Linked DNA regions of Rattus norvegicus: region 2 is linked to region 1. Evidence: chromatin contacts called from public Hi-C data. All regions are on one chromosome and are shown on one strand. The core of a region is the stretch at or near the end of the contact, and the rest is flanking DNA. Distances in the headings are between cores, read along the strand shown.

What was found. Hi-C and Micro-C count contacts between places; a contact is called where the count stands out from the background.
Region 2: a contact with region 1 is called in a Hi-C map of liver, with 6 times the contacts expected there. The contact joins the promoter of St8sia3 here to the enhancer-like site in region 1. A contact is called at or near these places in 3 of 12 Hi-C or Micro-C datasets (kidney and liver).

The regions. Positions count from the first base shown.
Region 1 is chr18:59,856,120-59,859,215 of GRCr8, reverse strand. No RefSeq gene overlaps it. Among named protein-coding and RNA genes, the nearest start is that of Rpl31l7, 55 kb to the right of the region's middle. Within about 2 kb of position 1,670, at least 1 of the 93 cell types and tissues checked has an H3K27ac peak or open chromatin away from gene starts, as enhancers often do. A contact at or near this core is called in liver, where this site is marked.
Region 2 is chr18:60,022,608-60,025,830 of GRCr8, reverse strand. It overlaps St8sia3 (ST8 alpha-N-acetyl-neuraminide alpha-2,8-sialyltransferase 3), which reads right to left and starts at 1,276. Exons shown (of 4, transcript NM_013029.2): 1 at 1,048-1,276. The coding sequence starts at 1,226.

The DNA.
Region 1 (3,096 bases), core at 421-2,920:
ATCTTCCACAGACAGATGCTCAGGACCCACCTTTCAGTTAAAACATCCTGGAATCATACAAGAACTCTTCTTCATCCTCACAGTAAGTATAGATTTGACAAGCTATTGCAACACAATCTTTCCAGTTGCTACCTAATTCCTACATTACTATTTAACATATATCTTATATATAAAATGCCAGGCGTCTGCACAACTAGCATTATGCATGATGAATAACCAAGTGCCCCCCATTACGGCCCACAGTAGGCCCAATGAATATTTTATGAATAAATATTTTTTAAGGACAATATTCTAGGTCAGTGGTTCTCTACTGATCATGTTGTGAAGGATCTCAACCTTCTTTATGCTATGATCCTTTAGTACAGTTACTCATGTTATGGTGACCCCCAATGATTAAATAATTTCATAGCATCATTACTTCAAAACTGTAACTTTGCTACTGTTATGAATCATAATGTAGGTATCTGATATGCAGGATATTTGGTATATGACCCCTTAAAGGGTTGTGAATCTCTGTTCTAGTTCCTGAAGAAGCTACAGCAAAAGAGGAATGTCTTGCCCTGAAGTATGTACTAACTATCCAGAAACAGCACCTTAAAAGGATGCTGGAAAGATTAAAATTCATAGGAGCACTTCTTCCTCTCAGCTAGACAAAGAAATCACATGGGGGAGTGAAAAAAAAAGCACACAGGTTTTTAAGCTTTGGGTTTGAAGAAGCAGAAAGACAAGCAGACTTGCAGCTGGTCTAAAATAATTTATTGGAATAGAAGACAAGGCATTCTGAGATTTTTAATTTCCTTGGATGATTGGCACATACAGCTTGAAATACAGAAATAACTAAAAGCAAAAGCACAGTCAGCCCCCCTAAGCCTCCTCTGAAAAGGCAGGGGGCTTCAGAACCAGTGTTGGGCTCTGCCTCCCCCAAGTTTTCAATGAAAATTCTGCTTATCTTTCCCAATACTCACATCACCAGCTGCTCTATTAGTATTTCTAAGAGCACACTGAGATTCCAGAATGTTCTTTAAAGGCTTTGGCTGGTGCCAGTAGACCAGATTAGAATTAGAAAAGAACCCTATCCTTTATCTGGCAAATAGGAAAGCAGATGATGCTAACAGCTTCCTCAGAGGAGTCTGGGATGGGGTGCTTGCAAATGAGATCATTGAGCTCACATCCTCTGGGAGATTCTTCCAGGTTACTCCAACTGTCCCTTCCACAGTAGGTAGCATTAATTCTTTATCCCCAGGGGAAGGGACTTTCAGCTAAAGTTGTTTTCACCACCCCACCTCCTGTAGCAAGAACCAAGAATTGGTAGAATAGCCTTTTTGACCTCTGAGTTTCTGAAACTAAATATATGGGGCAGGGGACAGAGAGCTGGATGCTTGGTCAGTTTTCCTTTCAGTTTCCAACCCTAAGACCATGTTGTGCAACACATTGAAATCATCGACCTCATGGTCATCTGAAGGACTTCTTTAAAATGTAACTTTTGAGTATCATTCCCGAGTCCTCCAGATCAGATATACAGTGGGGGTGCAGAGCAGGGATAAACTCCTGGAAGGATTCTTTTGCCTCTGTAGGTGTGATCTCCCCTAATACAGTGGAATGAGAACCACGCTCTGTATTAGCAGACCTCAGTGTGATCGCTCTACCACTTACCCACAATGTGACATTTGGCAACCATCACACACGAGGTTCCAGTGTCAGAGAACAGTCGCACAGTCATGTGTCTAGCTGAAGCTCTGGACAGAACCTTTTTCAACATGTAGGCTCCAGTAGACTACTGTGATAGAGCCACTCTAAGAAGGAAGGCACACAAAAGCAAGGGGGAGTCCCACCAACCTTGGTATCTGCCTGAGCACCAGTTCTATGCCCATTACAAGGTAAATCTTTTTTTTTCCCATTCCATGAAGTCTGAGATTTTTTTAAAATTTTCTTTTCACAAACTCAAGCTCCCCTATTACAGGAATATTTTAATGCTTCCGGCACAGCTAATTGACCTTTACTTGCCAGATAAGTCCTGTAGTATTGCTTTAACCTTCCACTTAATCTAATAAAAGCCAGTGGTACCCACCTTTCAACCTTTACAAATGTGCTGGCTGGTTTTGTGTGTCAACTTGACACAAGCTGGAGTTACCACAGAAGAAGGAGCCTCAGATGAACAAATGCCTCCGTGAGATCCAGCTGTAAGACATTTTCTCAATTAGTGATCAAGGAGGGAGGACCCAGCCCATTGTGGGTGGTGCCATCCCTGGGCTGGTGGTCCTGGGTTCTATAAGAAAGCAAATTGAGCAAGCCAGGGGAAGCAAGCCAGTAAGCATGAAGCAAGCCATGAAGCATCCCTCCATGGCCTCTGCATTAGCTCCTACTTCCTGACCTGCTTGAGTTACAGCCCTGACTTCCTTTGGTGATGAACAGCAAATATGGAAGTGTAAGCTGAATAGACCCTTTCCTCCCCAACTTGCTTCTTGGTCATTAAGTTTTGTGCAGGAATAGAAACCATGACTAAGTCAGGCCCACTTTGCTTCCTTCATAATCAACAGTAGAGGATAAAGGAAAGCAAACACCAGCAGTTTAGAGTGTACAACTCTTTGTGTTCTCCTCAGCTCAGACAGCTGTAGCTCCGTGAGTATCAGGAAGCATCACCAGTTTCCCAGATGGGTGACAGTTTTTCAGTATTGATGACTTCACCCTCAGCTCTTCAAGTACCAGCTTCACCTTCTAACTCCAACCTTAGCTTATCGCATTTGTTGTGTTTATTGAGTATCTGTTAGGTGCCATGAAGACTTGGAGATGAACACAGCATAGTTTCGGTCTATCAGACTCTGGCAAGATACACAGTCACACCCTTTCAAAGACAAACATTCCAGGTTTAGAATGGAACCTTCTAAACTCTGCCTTCCTTGTCGGATTTGAACCTTGACTTCCCTCCCTGACTGCAGGGCCTTCTTCTGTTCTGTAGGTAGAAATGAAGGAAAAGGAGATGGGGTGTCCTTTTATACTCTCTCATCTCTTAGAGAGAAAGGTCTGGATATTTGTATAACTATACACGGACCACTTGCTGAAGACCAGGCACTTTCTACACATGTTAGATTCATTACC
Region 2 (3,223 bases), core at 27-2,526, 170 kb before region 1:
GGCGGTCACTCAGACAGCAAGGGTCGGAGCCCAGCCCAGGGCTGCAGTCCACGGCTCAGCGGGACTACGAGTCAGCACCGCGGACAGCAGCCTCCGACCGGACCCTGCCACTCCCGGGCTCGGAGAATTGATTTTTGGTGAAAGGGCAGAGGAAATTCGAGACTCAGGCGAAAGGGGTGGGGGTTGGGGGGCTCCAGCCTTAACCTTTTCCTTCCCACGCCCAAGTCTGATTTCACCCTCAGCCTTTAGCTGGAGACTCCCAGAGGCTGCCTGCAGCCGGGCTCTTCTGTCCAGGCCCAACATCTTCAGGTTGCACATCTCTGGCCCAGCTTGGCCCACAGGGTGCGGCTTGTGGTTGCCACCCGCCCATCGGAAGGCGGTGCGGGGAGAGCGCCTTGCGGGCACAGGTAGGGGTGGGGCTCCGGATGAGCTGTGCGGAGCTGCGCCCCGCGGTGACTTCGACCCGGGCAGGGTGGGCGGCCCTCAGCAGAAGGCTTGTTTCCCGCAGGGGCTGAGGAATTGCAGAAATCTAGGAAAGGAGGGGGCGGGTGGCAGCGGGGGAAGGGTCGAGGAAGAACCCCCTAGGGGCTTCAAGAGAATAAACCTGCGCATCATTAGATGAGAAAGAGGGGGAGGGATGGGGTGCGAGTGTAGTCGGCGCCTGCGCCATTAGATCGCCCCGCCAGGCCTGCGGAGTCCGCCGCTGGTGCTCGGCCAGATCGCTCACCTCAAACCTTGCCCATCTCCGGGTTCAACACCCCCACTCCCGCTGTCCAAACACCGCCTGTCGCTCAACCACCAACACCCCAGTTTTGAAACGGGGGAGGGGACGCAGAGGAAGAATGGGAGAAATTCAATCACATCGATTAGGACAAAGGCTTTTAGGGGCTTTGGGATAAAAAATATATATATAAAGTGCAGAAACAGAAGGAGGAATGAAAGGACCACGCAGTTACCGAGGAGCCCAAACACTCTTCTCTGACGGTTCCCCAACACACCAATCGACCCGAGATACCCGAGGGCGCTCCAGCAGAGGCCCACACTCACCGGAATCCCGCGTGGAACATGTACATTCGGGGCGCCCCCGGGCTGGCGTACTTGGGAGTGGTGAAGATGTTCTCCTTTTTCAGGGACACGTAGCTGATAAGCGATAAAATCAGCAGGGCCACGCTGAGCATGACCAGCCCTAGTATACTGGCGACTCGGGCCATTTTGCAATTTCTCATTCCGGGCTAGGCTGGGTTCAGGGAAACCGGGGAAATCGGTCCATTGAGCGGCCAGCAGCCTGCTGGCGTGTGAGTGTGTTGTGTGCGTGCGTGTGTGCTCGCGGGCGCGTGTGAGTGTGTGTGGCGGGGGAGGGGGGACCCAGGCAATTGAGTCGCAGAGGGCCTGGGGGTGGAGAACGACCTGGAGCCCCGGGAGAAGTCGGAGCCGCCCCCTACCCCACCCCGGGGCAGGGTTGAGCCTGGCCCGGAGCTGAGCAGGAAGATGGAGGGTCTGCGCGGCGGCGTGGCGGGCGATGGAGTACACCGAGCAGTGCGTCTCCGGCTGCCGGCTCAGGCTCCCCCGCGCGTTTCCAGCGAGGTTGCCATCTCCACCGCCGCCTGAAAGATAAATGTGATTGGAATAGTGTTACAGTTCGATCTAAGCACAGGATTTAATTAATGAACTCTAATCTCCTAAATAACCAAGGGGAGGGATGAGGAGGAGGGAGGGCAGGAGGGGAAGCGGCTTGGGGGTGGGGTGGGGGTGGGACGGGAAATAGGCCCACTCCAATGGCCTCCAGGACCCGCTAAGGGTACAGCTGGGTAGGAGGCTGTTGGGAGACAGATGCCCAAACTTAGTTTAATGAACCATTCATTACTTTATAAAATACATCACGAAATAGAAGGATAAACAACCCGATTTGCTACTGTGGAGGATAAACACCGGCTGGGTACTTCTCAGAGATGCAAAGAGAAGGGTTTTTTTTTTTTTTTTTTTTTTGTTAGGAAGGCAAACGTTTAAAAGCTTTCTCATCTCCATCAGGCATCACCTGCTGCAGCCTTTCTGCAAGGAAGATCTAAACAGCAGCTGGGCTAGCCTGCCTTGGGAACACTAAAAACCTTCTAGAGAATATTCTAGACTATCTCACCGTGCTCTTTACTTATATACTTACCTAAAACAGTCAGCGTGGAAGGTTCGACTGTGTCCCTCACGCTCCTCTCAGTGCTTGGCCTATGTACTTCAGCATCAAGCTTGGAACTGTTAGACCTGACTGGGTCTCTATTGTTCACACTTAGGATTTATTTTTAGGACAGGCTTCTGGTGGGCTAGGTGGCCTAAGGTTCCCAGAAGCCAGGGCCATTATAAGTGCACAAAACGGCTTTTGGGGGAGTTCAAGACCTAAGTGAAAGAGGTTTGACTGGAGGGTGGCAAGAAAACACATGTGTATTGCTTGATTATATTGTCTCATCACACGCTATCTTAATAACCATTAGAAATGCACATCGGTCAGCTTTCAGTCATGCTCAGAGGAAACTCATTTGTTTCTTTAGCTTTGCTCTTCACAGTTAGACTATGGTCTCTTCTACTCTGCCTTTACCCATGGTTTGGTGGTCCCTGTGCTGGTCAATAAGCACTGCTGAAAGACAGTCAAGGTGAGACGTTGGCCTTTGAGAACCTTTTTCCATAAAGCAAGTTGAGATTTCTCCAAGAGGCCTCATGCCTTTATGAAGGTGGGAGAGCCTATATGCTCTGCCTTTGGAATGGTACATTCACCAAAAGGAAGGCCTCTTGGGCTGTGAGCTCCTGCAGAGCAAGGACCATGTCTTCTCCCCTAGTAATGTCTCATCTTGAGGGAATACTAGTTAAATATGTGAAGACGGATGGGGCAAGCTCTCTCACTGAGTAGGTGGCCGTGGTCAGCAACACGGTACTTCTGTTGTCAATGACAAAGGGGACCATCTCGTGCCCTCTAAAGACCCCTGTACCAAACTATGATGATGGGAGCCAAGGGTACACAGATAATTTTTTCCTCTTGGAGTTTTTTGTTACTTAAAAAGCTCCAGGAGCTCAAAGATGGCTCAGTTGGTAAAGTGCCTGTCACACGAGTGTGAGGACTGAAGGAGTCCAATCTCTAACTTTCACATAAAACCTAGGCACAGCCCTGCTAAATAAGAAGGTAGAGAGGGAGACAAGGGGATGGGTGGGTCCTTAGAGCTCACTGGCCAGCTATTTTAGC